Linked DNA regions of Mus musculus: region 1 is linked to region 2. A link is a contact called in public HiChIP or PLAC-seq data. All regions are on one chromosome and are shown on one strand. The core of a region is the stretch at or near the end of the contact, and the rest is flanking DNA. Distances in the headings are between cores, read along the strand shown. Region 1 overlaps Trdn (triadin). Region 2 overlaps Gm51764 (a long non-coding RNA gene).

Region 1 (7,538 bases), core at 1,768-4,267, 1.7 Mb after region 2:
CAGCAAATGTTGACATGCATATCCATTAGGAGTAATTATCTAGCTAAAAATCCATCACCTCTCTCAGCTCCACAGGTTCACTGAAGGTTTAAAACCATAACTAAGTTATTAGTGAAGTTTTGTATAGATAAACCCAGTTGATATTTTATCTTCTGTCCTATCACCTATAATAAATCATTAATTCCTTTTTTATGACCTTTGGTTAATTGTTTTACAACCTCTTGAAATATGCTCTGAGTAGGAGAAAGTCTGGTTACCATTTAAGAGCAAATAAACGGTGACACTTGAGAGACTGGCATAGTTCTCATTGCAGCTTTGATTATCAGAAAAGGACCTAATAGCAGTCTGATTATAAAAGAGCTTAGTAATCACAGATATAATTTTAGGAATTCTTGTAGGATCATCATTAAGACTTAAGTCATCTATTTGTCTATATACCATCACTACAAGATAGTACATCTTCATGGATCTGCAGACATCTGTTCCAAAGGGGTGTGCTACTACTTAGTGATTGTTATATATGTTTAATAACAACAGGAAAAGCATATTAATAGCAGGAACCTTTTCTAAAATGAGTCCCTCACAGTCTTGTTTAATGAGGGCTCACCTGTCGCAGATTGTATAATAATCTGAAGCAGGCCACTTCAAGTTCATCACCTGCTAGTTATTAGCTTGTCCCATAATGGCTCCTGATAGTATTTTTTATATGATATGTGGGTTTCTAAGAATATAAAATAAGATTAGAAAGGCACAAGCTAAGCAGGTAACATTTGAGTTAGAAACTAAAATGAACTCCTTTAGAACACTGTGTCTCCTGCTGGCACTTTCACATGACACAGTGTGTTTTCTGTTCTGTATAAAATACAGTGTGTTCAAGGGCAGTATTTTTCCAGACCATCCTAGAAATTCTTTTTGCAAGAAACATGGAGATTCATTCTCATCCTGTTCCTGGTGCTTATATTAGACCCTCTACACATGGTGCCCATCTTTTGTAGTTCACAAAATAACAGAGAGGAAAGAAAAGAAAATGGGATAAGAAGTCAAGACGTGTGAACCCAAATTCTGCCTGGTTCTTGAACAACCCTGCTGTTTTCTAGTTAAAGGCAAATTTACTTGTTTTAAGGAGTTGACAGTAGAAGAAGGGAAGCCTTCAGTTTTATATAAAACGTTATTGTAATGCTTCTGTGAAATGTGTTGTCCTATCTCTAAGAGAATTGACTTTGTTAGTTATAAAATTCAATAGCATTAAAACAGATCAGATTTTCACTAATCTTTAATTCTACAGTAACAAGATAGGGGTAAAATCAAAATAGAGGTAAAATCAAAATAGAGGTAAAATCAATTTTGAACTGCAAAGTTAGATGGCATTTAAGATAGCTACAATAACAATTTCACACAGACATAAGCAAGCAAACAGCATAAAAAAAGCTAGTAAAATTTCAAAATATAGGCATGTTTATTCTAAACATTTTATTTACATGTGCAGAGTACATATTGCTACATCATATAAATGACACACAGGTAGCGAACCATTTACTCTTATTTAATTCAGATTCACTAGTTCTTTTTTTTTCCATTTTTTATTAGGTATTTAGCTCATTTACATTTCCAATGCTATACCAAAAGTCAGATTCACTAGTTCTATATTCTCTGAAAATAAACATTGTACTGAACACAATGGTAATAGAAAACTAAAAACTGAGTTCCTGAACTCAAGTTGTTCCCAGCCTGGTAGGGGAAACTAATAAGAAAACAATCTTGTACAATACAAAATATACAATAGATAATAAAGGTCACGTCTTAATAAAAGTGTTGGCAGATACAAGCTTTACATCAAAGCAAAGTAAACAGAGGCCAGTATTTTCATCAAACTCTTTAACATGTGTGTCAATAATATCTACAATGTATTGGAAGTGTCCAGACAAATCTCTTCATTGTGTGTCAAATCTATGTTAAATATATGATCCCACATACAGAAGATGTCAAATATGCAATTCCCATTAGAACTAATTGAATCGTACTATCAGTGATTTAAAAAATATGAAAGAACAATCCACAGAATGATTTATTTGTGAGCCAGTTCACTCTTCAAAAATTCCTATTAAGTTAATGTGTTTTGAATAGAATGCACATTCTACATTTTACTTGCTAGTACTTTTTGCTAGTACATTTTAAAAGTTTTACAAACATTTGGGAATATGATCTCTGGCTTTGATATGTAAGAGAGTGTATCTGTTTCTGTATTATCAATCTTTGCAGGCCTAGTCATTAGGGATGTCTGTCTGTCAGTTTCTAATAAATATCATGATAGGGATGTCTGTCTGTCAGTTGGTCTCCGGTAAGTATCATCAGTCTCATCTTGTTATACAGTACCATGCAGGTAATGTTTCATTTGTATTGTTTGCATTTATCTTCTTTAAAATATTATATTGTATTATTTTTGAGTAATACTTAAGATTTTTCTATTATAGAACAAAATGATCACATTCCTTTAAAAGAAAATTCTTTAACTAGGCTCTTTAGTGAAGACATTTTTCTTATTAAAAATTCCCAGTCACAAGCAAATGAATCATTGTGGACAGCTTAAGCTCTTGATTATCAAAGCCAAAATCCAAACAAACTGTAACCACAACAGAAATCCTCATCAGTCTCCTCACCTGTCCATGACTTGTATGTCAAATACAACATATTCATAAACTTATAGTACCCTAGTATTGTCAATAGTATTTATAGGACACTTATTTTCTATTGATTATCTTGTTTGCCTTTTAAAATGGGACTTGAATAAGACTTGAAGAATTATGTGAGTGAAGAAAAATAACTGTCTTAACTTCTTGTAGAGGACAAGAAAATTAAGACTAAGGAAAAGACTGAAGAAAAGGCTAAGAAGGAAATGAAAGTTGGAAAACAGGAGAAAGTGAAACCAACAGCTGCAAAAGCCAAAGAAACTCCGAAAACACCACCAAAGGCCAGAAAGAAGGATGACAAAGAGATGCCAGCTGTGCATGAGCAGAAAGGTAAACATTCCAGGAGGAGGAGACAGCAGGAGGTCCAAAGAGAATAATGGGCAAGAAGCAGATGCAGTCAACTGAAAAGACTAAAATTAAACCTCAGATGGGGTAAAAAGAGATCCAAGCCAACAAGCCTGAAAGGAAGTACTACCATTGGGTATTAACATACTAAAATAATAAAATGTATTCAAATAGCTAGATGCATTTTCAAGTGTTTTAAAGAGTGTTGAGTGATCACTTGGAGTTATTTAAGTTTGGGGCTGAACGCTGAAATCTTGAGGATTTGGCAGAACAGTTAAATAGTTGTATGGGTTAGACTCTGGAAAAGATAGTTTTAAAAATTGACAACAACAGCATCTCTTCAGGAGTTGCTCCAGGAGTCAATGCACAAATCATACAGGAAAAAATAAAATAAAAATATTACTTCCTCGATACTGCTGCAATGATACCATTCAGAATATGCACATTAAACTATAAATTCATTTCATTGTGGTAGAAAACCTCTTATATGATAAAGAATTGTTGGGCAATTTTTTAGTCTTCTTAAAAAAATTAACTTTAGGATAGTTTGCATAAGACAGATGTTCTTTTCACCAACTATGGTGTATTAACTCACTTCTCAGATATAGACCATTTACAGAGAGGAAATTTTTTACAGAAAGGTGCTGTGTGAATTTAAAATGGTCACAAAGGGCCTCTTTGTCCCACCACTAGGGTACCTTTTTGGGTTTTCTATCCCCAAATCAATGGTTACTACAAATCCAGATCTTCACATATAGAACACAAGGTCTGCTCTGTGTGATCTGTTCCTGAGAAAGTTGTACCTTTTCTTATGAATGTTACAAAATAACAATTTCCTTGACTCTAAAAGCAATTGAATAATTTTTTTCAAAACTAAAATGGACAAAAACAAAACAAAACAAAACAAACAAAAAAACCCAAAATGGACAAATTGGTGTCTATACAACTTTATTGTGACTTTAAAACTTTTTACTAAGAAGACTATTTTAATAGTAAAACTGGAAACATTTTTTCTCTTACAAACTACATAATATTAATTACACATTCTTTGTATTTTTATCTTATTTTTCAACATCACAATGCTTATAAGTTTTGATATGTACATAATGCATGTAAACTTTAATTTATGAAACAAAAGGTGCATGTATAGAAACAAGAAAAGGTGCATGTATAGAAACAAGAAAATAAGGGAGTACTTTTTTTCTTTTCTTTTTTTTTTTTTTTGTGTGGGTGATAAACTTTATGTAAATTTCATTCATTTCAATCTAATTTTACAGATACTTCTCCAGATTAAAACATTTGGAAATTTGAACATATTGTTTTCAAGATGATTACAGGATCTTGAACATTGAAAATATAAAGTATTATCTCTTAAAATAATTTTACATATGAATGTGTATGCTATAAAAGGATATAATAATGAGAAATAACTTAAATGACCATTTCACTGTGATACAAATCAGGAAAATTCACTATGTGGATAGTTGGATTCTAAAATACTATGAAATTCAGATCACCCTTTAAGGAAGAAAATTGTAACATGAAACTAATGAACACATCAATTAATGAGGAAATCTGAAGGGCATCTTTAGTTAGTTCAGAGAATCATTCAGCATGATTTGAATGTAACCAGGATGCAACCTCCATTTTATGCTTGTGCTTAGAAAGCAATATTTCATCTGTGTGTAGGGAGGTATACAAACCTTTTATATTATAAGTAGTTTCTTCCTTATAAACTTCAGACAGAGGTGACATATAAGAATAGAAAGAAAGAAAGAAAGAAAGAAAGAAAGAAAGAAAGAAAGAAAGAAAAAAGGGAAGAAAGAAAGAAAGAAAGAAAGAAAGAAAGAAAGAAAGAAAGAAAGAAAGAAAGAAAGAAAGGGGGAAAAAAAGGCTATTCCAGGAATTTAAAATACAAATAGTGATTTTTGTGGGGAGAAAAAAAAAAAGAAAAAAAAAAAAGAAAAGGGGGGCGTTGTAGAGAGTAATACTCTGTGTGGTATTGCTACCCTCTAGGTGTCTTGATCAATGCCAGTTGAAGAATGAAAATTTAAGAAAAATCTGGAGTGCAAGGTGGAAGCGGGGTGGGGTAGGGAAGTCTTAGAATGATCAGGTGATGTTTTTGTTTAAGGTGAGGAAGCAAGCACCCTGCAGAGCACTCTCAAAGAGAGATGTTCTACAGAGGGTGAAGGGAACTCTGGAAGCCCGTTTCATCACTCTAGCACTGAGGGGTTTTAAGAGTCCTTCAGAGGTTTTTATCACCTAATTTAGGATTGGTCAATTTGACCAAAGACAGATAGGCTCACAACTTTTGAGCAAAGCCTAGTCAGGCTGTGAACCTGGAACACTGGTCTACCAGTAGGGGGCCCTATTGGAGGAAGAAAAAGGATGCCAAGCTAATTTTAAACTGTGTGGAGGAAGCCATATTGATTATCTGAGGTTCCTGTTCCTATTCATGACACTGTGTAGTATCTAATTCCTAGCCATCACTCTAACTATACAAAGTAGGGGATTGTTAAACACACATACTATGAATACACCCATGGCGTTACAATTTTGTGAGTAATGGGTCCTATACATGCATTCTGGCATATTTCTTATCTTTTTGTGAAATATTCTTGAGCTATAGGAAGGAATAACCATATGTTAGATGAGGTCCAAAATCCATATTGTCCACTTAAAGAAAAAATATTCTTTGCCTGGTTTATAGCAAAATCTCGTGTCTAGGAAGGAAAAAATAGTACCTATTTTAATGTTACTTTTGTCTAACACCATAGAAATCTCAGAGCCTGGGATAAGGCAGAAACCATCCTTGGAAGTGCTTCAACAAACAAGTAGATTTGTAGGCTGTTCTAAAAATGGACTACCTCATTTCAGCAACCAGAATATATATAAACTTTAGAAACATTATAAGTTTTGACTCACCTTTATTTAAGTATTAATGAAAAGGATTCTATTTTTTAGATTTATTATAGTAAGTACATTTATTATTTTAAAGACAAACAAAGACCCAGCAGAGCTTCATAAATAAATATTCTTGGGTATTTATTTCTATAAAATAAATACAGTTCTTTTCTGTTTGATAAAAATAAAATGTGTCATACTATATAAATGCAATAAAATTTCTTTGTGCTAAAGCTTTGTATGCATTTGGTGAGTTAATAAAAATGCCTAATAAAAAGTTTTGATATGTAGATCATTATGTACAAGGATCATAATAATGTAAGTTTTAAAGATGTTGTGATAAAGTTTATGAAATCTTTTACAGTGGATATTAGAATTAGATTGACCATGAAAGAATTCAGAGTTTGCAATAATATGTATTTCTATGGGTTGTAAGTAATTAAAAAGTGAAAAAAAAAATCCAACTCCTGAAACCATTTTGTACTGTGCCTGCATCAAACATCTGGTTACTTTGTTGGCTTATTTTTCTAGAATACAGACTAGCCAATGGCAAGAATGATTAGTTTATTAGTTAGTTAATTATTTATATCATTTGGTGCTGTTGATCAGTTCTCCAGATCACATTTCTGATAAGGAGAACTTCTATGAACAGGACCCTAACAGATACAATGCACTTGCCCTCTGTGCCTTATTCCAGAACTATCAGTAGTCTTACTTGGATAGCCAACAGAGGTCCTGGGTTCAGCAGCTGGAAGCATTTCTAGTTGGAGAGAGTTTTCATGTTTCCTTCTCAAATATTTCACAAGGATACATGAGAACAATTGCTTTAAAGCAAGGAAAGGATTTTGAATTATCAAATATTTCCTACTCTAATATAACCATGAATAATTCTGATTCCATATTTAAGAGGTTTTATAGGTAATGAGTGGAACATTTTGCATGTTATATATTTTCATTTGCATGCTCACAAAATCACAATTTATTCCTTCACAGAGATAAGTAGTAGTCAAAATAGATGTGTGCCATTTTGTTTGTTCTGTTACATTGTGTCTTCTTGTAGAAAAGACAGATGGTGATGACATACTTTCATTGCTTCTTCTTTCTCTCTATTCTGTCAGATCAGTATGCATTCTGTCGATATATGATTGACATGTTTGTCCATGGGGATTTAAAACCAGGTATTCCAAACAATTCTTATTGTTGTCTGTCTTAATAGCCTCTGTTTCTAAAACTGTCAGCTTTGTCTGTACTAAGCTGTATTTTCCTTTAAAAACTTGCATACTGCATGTGCATACCTAGAATAAAGACAATAAAATACAGAAATGATAACTGGTGCTGGGCCCTTTAATTTTACCTGCGTTTGCTGCATGGCCTGTTGAAAATGAAGTCGACTGAAAGCCTAAAGATGCTAATATCTTCATATATAAAAATGCAAATATTTGTAATAATATCTTGGAGTGAAGCAATGAGTCACTTTATATGATTCCTGGCAAATTTAGGAGAAAAGACTTATAATAAAGAAAAATATTCTTGTTTTTCAGATAGTGGATAAAATTCACAATAACATACAGCACTTCTCAAATACTGAGTCTTATCTTTCTA
Region 2 (7,365 bases), core at 2,456-4,955:
CAAATGGGTTTAGTGCAGAGTGCTATCAGACCTTCAAAGAAGACCTAATACCAATACTTCTCAAACTACTCCAGAAAATAGAGACAGAAGGTACTCTACCCAATTCATTCTATGAAGCCACAATTACTCTGATACCTAAACCACATAAAGATCCAACAAAGAAAGAGAACTTCAGACCAATTTCCCTTATGAATATTGATGCAAAAATACTCAATAAAATGCTCACAAACTTAATCCAAGAACACATCAAGAAAATTATCCATCATGGTCAAGTAGGCTTCATCCCAGGGATGCGGGGACGGTTCAACACGTAAATCCATCAACATAATGCACTACATTATCAAAGTCAAAGAAAAAAAACGCATTTTTATTTCATTAGATACTGAGAAAGTATTTGAAAAGATCCAAAGTCTTGGAAAGATCAGAAATTCAAGGACCATACCTAAACATAGTAAAAACAATATTCAGCAAACCAGTAGCCAACTTCAAACTAAATGGAGAGAAACTTGAAGCAATCCCACTAAAATCAGAGACAAGACAAGGCTGCCCACTCTCTCCCTCCCTATTCAATATAGTACTTGAAGACCTAGCCAGAGCAATTAGACAACAAAAGGAGATTAAAGGGGTACAAATTGGAAAGGAAGAAATAAAAATATTACTATTTGCAGATGATAGGATAGTATACATAAGTGAGCCAAAAATTACACCAGAGATCTCCTAAATCTGATAAAGAACTTCAGTGAAGTAGCTGGACATAAAGTTAACTCAAACAAATCAGTGGCCTTTCTCTTCACAAAGGGTAAACAGGTTGAGAAAAAAATTAGGGAAACAACACCCTTCACAATAGTCACATATAATATAAAAGACCTTGGTGTGACTCTAACTAAGGAAGTGAAAGATTTATATGATAAGAACCTCAAGTCTCTGAGGAAAGAATTCAAAAGAGATCTCAGAAGATGGAAAGATCTCCCATGCTCATAGATTGGCAGGATTAATATAGTAAAAATGGCCATCTTGTCAAAAGCAATCTACAGATTCAATGCAATCCCCATCAAAATTCCAAATCAAATCTTCACAAAGTTAGAAATGACAATTTGCAAATTCACCTGGTATAACAAAAAACGTAGGATAGCAAAAACTATTCTCAACAATAAAAGAACTTCTTCAGGTAGAATCACCATCCCTGACCTTAAGCTGTGCTACAGAGCAATTGTGATAAAAACTGCATGGTACTGGTACAGTGACAGACAGGTATATCAATGGAATAGAATTGAAGACCCAGAAATAAAACCACACACATCCATGGACACTTAATATTTGATCAAGGAGCTAAAACCATCCTGTGGAAAAAAAAAGACAGCATTTTCAACAAATGCTGCTGGTATAACTGGCAGTTATCATGTAGAAGAATGTGAATTGATGCATTCTTATCTCCTTGTACTAAGCTCAAGTCTAAGTGGATCAAGGAACTCCACCTAAAACCAGAGACACTGAAACTTGTAGAGGATAAAGTGGTGATGAGCCTTGAACATATGGGCACAGGAGAAAAATTCCTTAACAGAATAGCAATGGCTTGTGCTATAAGATCAAGAATTGACAAATGGGAGCTCATAAAATTGCCAAGCTTTTGTAAGGCAAAGGACACTGTCATTAAAAAAAAAAAGGCAAACAACAGATATGGAAAAGAGGGCTAAATCAAAAAGAGGGCTAATATCCTATAGGTACAAAGAACTCAAGAAGCTGGACTCCAGAGAACCAAATCACCCTATTAAAACATGGGGTACAGAATTAAACAAAGAATTCTCAACTGAGGAATACCAGATGGGTGAGAAGCACTTGAAAAATGGTCAACATCCTTAGTCATCAGGTAAATTCAATTCAAAACAACCCTGAGATTCCACCTCTCACCAGTCAGAATGGCTTAAGTTCAAAAACTGAGGTGACAGCAGATGCTGGCAAGAATGTGGAGGAAGAGGAACATTCCTCCATTGCTGGTGGAATTGCAAGCTGTTACAACTACTGTGGAAATCAGTTTGGCGGTTCCTCAGAAAATTGGACATAGTATTACCTGATGACCCAGCTATACCACTCCTGGGAATATACCCCGCAGAAGCTCTAACATGTAATAAGGACACATACTCTACTAGCAGCCTTATTTATAATATTCAGAAGTTGGAAAGAACCCAGATGTCTCTCAATAGAGGAATGGATACAGAAGGAGTACTATGTACTTATTAAAATAATTAATTTATGAGATTCATAGGCAAATGGATGGATCTGGAGACTATCATCCTGAGTGAGGTAACTCAATCACAAAAGAACACACTTGATATGCACTCACTGATAAGTGGATATTAGCCCAGAAGCTCAGAATACCCAAAATACAATTCAAAAAACACATGAAACCCAAGAAGAAGGAAGACCAAAGTGTGGATACTTCGATCCTTCTTAGAAGGGGGAATAAAATACCCATGAAAGGAGTTACAGAGACAGAGTGTGGAGCAGAGACTGAAGGAATCTAGAGACCAATCCATCTGGGGATCCATCCCATATACAACCACCAAACCCAGACACTATTGTGGATGCCTACAGGTGCTTGCTGATAGGAGCTTGATATAGCTGTCTCCTGAGAGGCTCTGCCAGTGCCTGACAAATACAGAAATGGATGCTCACAATCATCCATTTGATGGAGCACAGGGTCCCCAATGAAGGAGCTAGAGAAAGTTCCCAAGGAGTTGAAGGGGTTTATAACCCCATAGAAGGAACAACAATATAAACTAACCAGTATGTCCAGAGCTCCCTGGGATGCAAACACCAACCAAAGAAAACACATGGTGGGACTCAGGGTTCTAACTGCATATGTAGCAGAGGATGGCCTAGTAGGTCATCAATGGGAGGAGAGGCCCTTGGTCCAGTGAAGGTTCTGTGCCTCAGTATAGGGGAATGTCAGGGCCAGGAAGCGGGAATGGGTGGGTTGGTGAGCATGGGGAGTGAGGGGTGAGGGAATGGGAGGTTTTCAGAAGGGAAACCAGGAAAGGGGATAACATTTGAAGTGTAAATAAAGACAATATCTTAAAAAATAAAATAAACTATACTTTCTGCTTAGAATTCTGATGATATAAACAACGCATCTCAGAGAACTTATTAATGACATCAGTCACAAAAACTAAACAGGTGTAGGTTTTGAGCAAGAGATAATTCAATACCCTGGGGTTAGCATACCGGGGAGTAGTTTTCTCTTGATGTGAATTAAGCTATGTTACCCCAGAAAATCTGTAAAGTACAAATCCCAAATACTTCAGAATGTTCTCTTACTTGAAAGAAGGGTGGTTACACATGGAATTAGTTCAGATAAGGCCGAACAGCAGTATGATAGGATTTTAATCAAAATTGACTAGAGTCCTTATGAGGAGAGAAAAAGAAACACTGACAGACTGATGGCCATATGATGCCAGAGGCAGAGATGGGAATCAAAAATCAACTAGGTGTAGCAGTCCAGCGGTCATGGAGCACTGGGTATGCCTGGAAGGAGAGCTGGGCATGGAATAGAAAGGGCAGACCCAAGGAAACATTCTTTGTTTTAGGCTGGGTTCAGTTGCTTTTTTTCAGTTGTATTGAGTTGCAAAGTAAGCTCAGTAGGTGGTCAGCTCAAGGCTCAGGCAGGAAGATGCAATGCAGTGAGGCCAGGTACCTGGCTTCAGCCATCTGAGACTTGTTTAGCCATCTCAAGGCTGGGGGAAGGGCACAACACAGCAAGTGCTTAGTCAACATTCTATTGCTCTAAAGATACACCACAACCACAGCAACTCTTTTAAAGGAAAGCATTTAATTGGAGCTGGCTTACAATTTCAGAGGTTTAGTCCATTATCATCATGGTGGGAAGCATGGCAGCTTGCAGGCAGCCAAGGTGCTGGAGAACTAACTTGAGTACATTAGGATTTGCAGGCAGCAAGAAGAAGACCCTGGGCCTGCCAGGCTTTGGCTTTTGAATCTTTAAACCCCACCACCAGTGACACTCTTCTCCAAGAAGGCTACACTTAATCCAACAAGGGTACACATCTTAATCCCTCTCAAGTAGTGATATTCCCCATTACCAAGCATTCAAATATATGAGCCTGAAAAAATGGGATCTAGAACAGCCAATAGAACTATATTCCCTAAAGTCTCCAGATACCTCTGGGTCATCTATGTCCTGTACAAAATCAATCAGTACCTAGGGCTGCTGTGGTGTGAGAGAGTAAAGAAATGGCTGTTGTCGGTATCAGGTAATGAAAGGCAAGGCCTGCTGGGGTTTAAAGTATGCACAGAATCAACTACGAAGCATGATTGTGCAAGGAGGAGCTAACATCTTCCAAGGGTGTTGCATAATGTGGAAAAAGGGTGTGGTGGTTTGATGAGAATGGAAGCATAGGCTCCTATGTTTGAATGCTTGGTCCTTACTTGGCCTACACCAGATCCAGTCTCTCTCTCTTTCTCTCTCTCACTCTCTCTCTGTCTGTCTTTGTCTCTTCTGTCTCTCTCTGTGTCTTTCTCTCCCTGTGTGTCTATCTGTCTGTCTTTGTCTTTCTCTCTCTCTCTCTCTCTCTCTGTCTTTGTCTCTTCTGTCCCTCTGTCTCTGTCTCTCTCTGTCTGTCTTTGTCTCTTCTGTCTCTCTCTGTGTCTTTGTCTCTCTCTGTGTCTCTCTGTCTGTCTCTGTCTCTCTCTTTCTGCTGCTGCCTGTGCCATGATGGTAAAGAACTAACCCTCTGAAACTGTAAGCAAGGTCCCAATTAAACGTATTCTTCTATAAGAGTTGCCTTGGTCATGGTTTCTTGTCATAGCAATAGAAGAGTAACTAAGACAGAGGGAGAAAATTCACCATTTGATAATAGAAATTTTTTTTTTTTTTTAAAGATTTATTTATTTATATGTAAGTACACTGTAGCTGTCTTCAGACATTCCAGAAGAGGGTGTCAGATCTCGTTACGGATGGTTGTGAGCCACCATGTGGTTGCTGGGATTTGAACTCCGGACCTTCGGAAGAGCAGTCTGGAAGAGCAGTCGGGTGCTCTTACCCACTGAGCCATCTCACCAGCCCGATAATAGAAATTTTTAAGCCAATGTATAGGTTAATCACTTACACATTAAGCCACTTACTCATTAATCAATAGGGATTGGAATGAAAAAGTAGTGGATCATAAATGGCCCATGAGCTCCCAAACAAAACAAAACAATAAAACAGCAATAATAGAAACAACAACAACAAAAAAACCCCAAATAACTTGCCCAGAGTCACTAATAATCCAAGAACTATGAATCTATATCTTTTCAAGATAAGATTGCACATTTACATATCTAAAAATCAGGGACTAGCTGACCTCCTGAAACTCATGATATCACATAGGTGCTACCTGAACACCTGTTGCCAAGGAAACAGCCACCATATTCCCAGAATCCACCTGGCTCATCTCCCACCTTTACCTGTGACTATGTCAGCATCCATATATAAAGAAACTCTCTCTCTCTCTCTCTCTCTCTCTCTCTCTCTCTCTCTCTCTCTCTCTCTCTCTCTCCCCCTTCTCTTTCCACCACCACTTTGCCCCTCTCTCTCGCAATAAACCTCACGTGGAACTGTTTGGCCTGGTGTAGTCCTTCTGAACATGTGCAACGATTAAGATGATAACATTGGTGCCAAAGATTTCGGTAATCGCTATGCAGGGGAGCTGCGGGGCCCAGCAGCCGTCACTACCTGACATGAAGGTGAACCAGGTGAATCTGCCACTGCCGCAGGAGAACCAATGCCACGAGATGGCCGCCACCACCTGCAGTCACTGCTACACCATGTGGACTCCATCAGCTGGCACCTACCGTCATCCACCACGTGGATTTCCACTGCTACTGCAGACCATCGCCATTGACACTGTTGCCACCTTGTGAGACTCACAGACTTCTACCACGTGAGTTGTGCCACTGAGGCCTACCATGTGCTTCTGGGCACACCAACCAACCACACGGTTCCATGCTTCCTGCTACCTGACTGAAGAAGCCTGCAAACACACAGGCATATTAATTGGAAAGGAGTTTCTCCAGTTGGTGGAAGTGACCCTATATGTCCAGATAGAGCCTGGTCAGCCTCTTTTGGGTTAAGGTGTTGGCTTTCAATGCCCCAGTTCTTATGACTGGCCTCCTGGCTGACCTACAAGTTAGGACATAGGCCTTTGGGTGACTCCCTTCTTGAAAGCAGTTCATAAATCCCTTGAGCTCTTGCAGCCAGCCAAAAATTCCTCGTACCAGGTTGAATTGCTTTCTGGCAATTTCTGGGAAAATTGCAGCTGTAGCCTCTAGTTATTCATGTGACAACCTGAATTTCTAGTTTGGCCTTATGCTACTAACCCGCTGATGAGCTCTTCTTAGGATGCCGGCACTAAAAGTTCAGTGACAACTTCCCTGCCCTACCCCTGTCACCCAATTGTCTTCGAACGTACCTCTAGGCACCCCACTGGGATGTCTCCTGGAAAATCTCAAATCTCTGAAATTAATGCCCAATTTGAGGCCCTCAAAACTGATACACCTCTGTAATAAAGTCTGGATTCAATACCTTCTAGATAATAATTCCCCAAATGGCCAGCCTAGACCTGATCATTTTGAGAGATCTCCATACATACTGCCAGCAGTTGTGTAAATAGAAAGAGGTTTCATATATTCAAGCATTCATCTATCTTCACTCTCAACCCTCTCTGTTCTTCCTGTTTGCCAACCCAACTTCTCTTAGCCATGAAACCTACACACCCTCCACTAGATGATGCTACAACACTTGATCCTGCCAATGAGCCACCTTCCCTCTGCTGCAGACCCCTGCCTCCACGTGGCCAAAACCCCAAACTGCCACCTCAGTTTCTCCTTCTCAGGCCCCAGAGCCTACTAGCTTGACCTCTCCAGACCCCTCCCCCTCCTTCTGTGCCAGCTGCAGGTCACTCCAAATGCCCTGCATTGGCAACAAACTTTACCCCTCCTATCAAGAGTTCTAAGGCCACAGCCAGACCCCCAAGTCCTTCTTCTCCTCCAGGAACACCTGACCCAACATTGGTTCTTCCTCTAAGGGAAATGGCTGGTGTTGATGGTCTGGTCAGAGTACATGTTCCTTTCACATGGAGTGAACTTTCTCAAGTAGAAAGCAGGCTGGGTTCCTACACTTCTAACTCCTCACTCCGCCAGCTTTATTAAGGAGTTCCAGTACATCACTCAATCTTATAGCTTGACTTTCCATGATGTTCATTTGATTCTTACTAATAGTTTACTCTCTGATGAATGCAGACGAGTTTGGGAAGAGGCAAAAGGACATACAGATGAAATTCACCAAACAGATGGAACATATCCAGTTGGATC

What was found. HiChIP or PLAC-seq counts read pairs in DNA pulled down with a chosen protein or histone mark.
Region 1: an H3K27ac HiChIP or PLAC-seq map of epiblast stem cells shows a contact between it and region 2, with 13 times the contacts expected there. The contact joins two enhancer-like sites. A contact is called at or near these places in 3 of 39 promoter capture datasets (the 3T3-L1 cell line, embryonic stem cells and hippocampal neurons) and 1 of 115 datasets of contacts at active chromatin or transcription factors (epiblast stem cells).

Annotation. Positions count from the first base shown.
Region 1 is chr10:33,193,109-33,200,646 of GRCm38.p6, forward strand. Trdn (triadin) reads left to right here. Exons shown (of 38, transcript NM_029726.2): 8 at 2,841-3,017; 9 at 7,055-7,114. Among named protein-coding and RNA genes, the nearest start is that of D830005E20Rik, 59 kb to the right of the region's middle. Within about 2 kb of position 3,018, at least 13 of the 459 cell types and tissues checked have an H3K27ac peak or open chromatin away from gene starts, as enhancers often do. A contact at or near this core is called in epiblast stem cells, where this site is marked.
Region 2 is chr10:31,453,341-31,460,705 of GRCm38.p6, forward strand. It overlaps Gm51764 (a long non-coding RNA gene), which reads left to right. Exons shown (of 3, transcript XR_003948861.1): 2 at 5,629-5,936. Among named protein-coding and RNA genes, the nearest start is that of Gm51764, 8.2 kb to the left of the region's middle. Within about 2 kb of position 3,706, at least 12 of the 459 cell types and tissues checked have an H3K27ac peak or open chromatin away from gene starts, as enhancers often do. A contact at or near this core is called in epiblast stem cells, where this site is marked.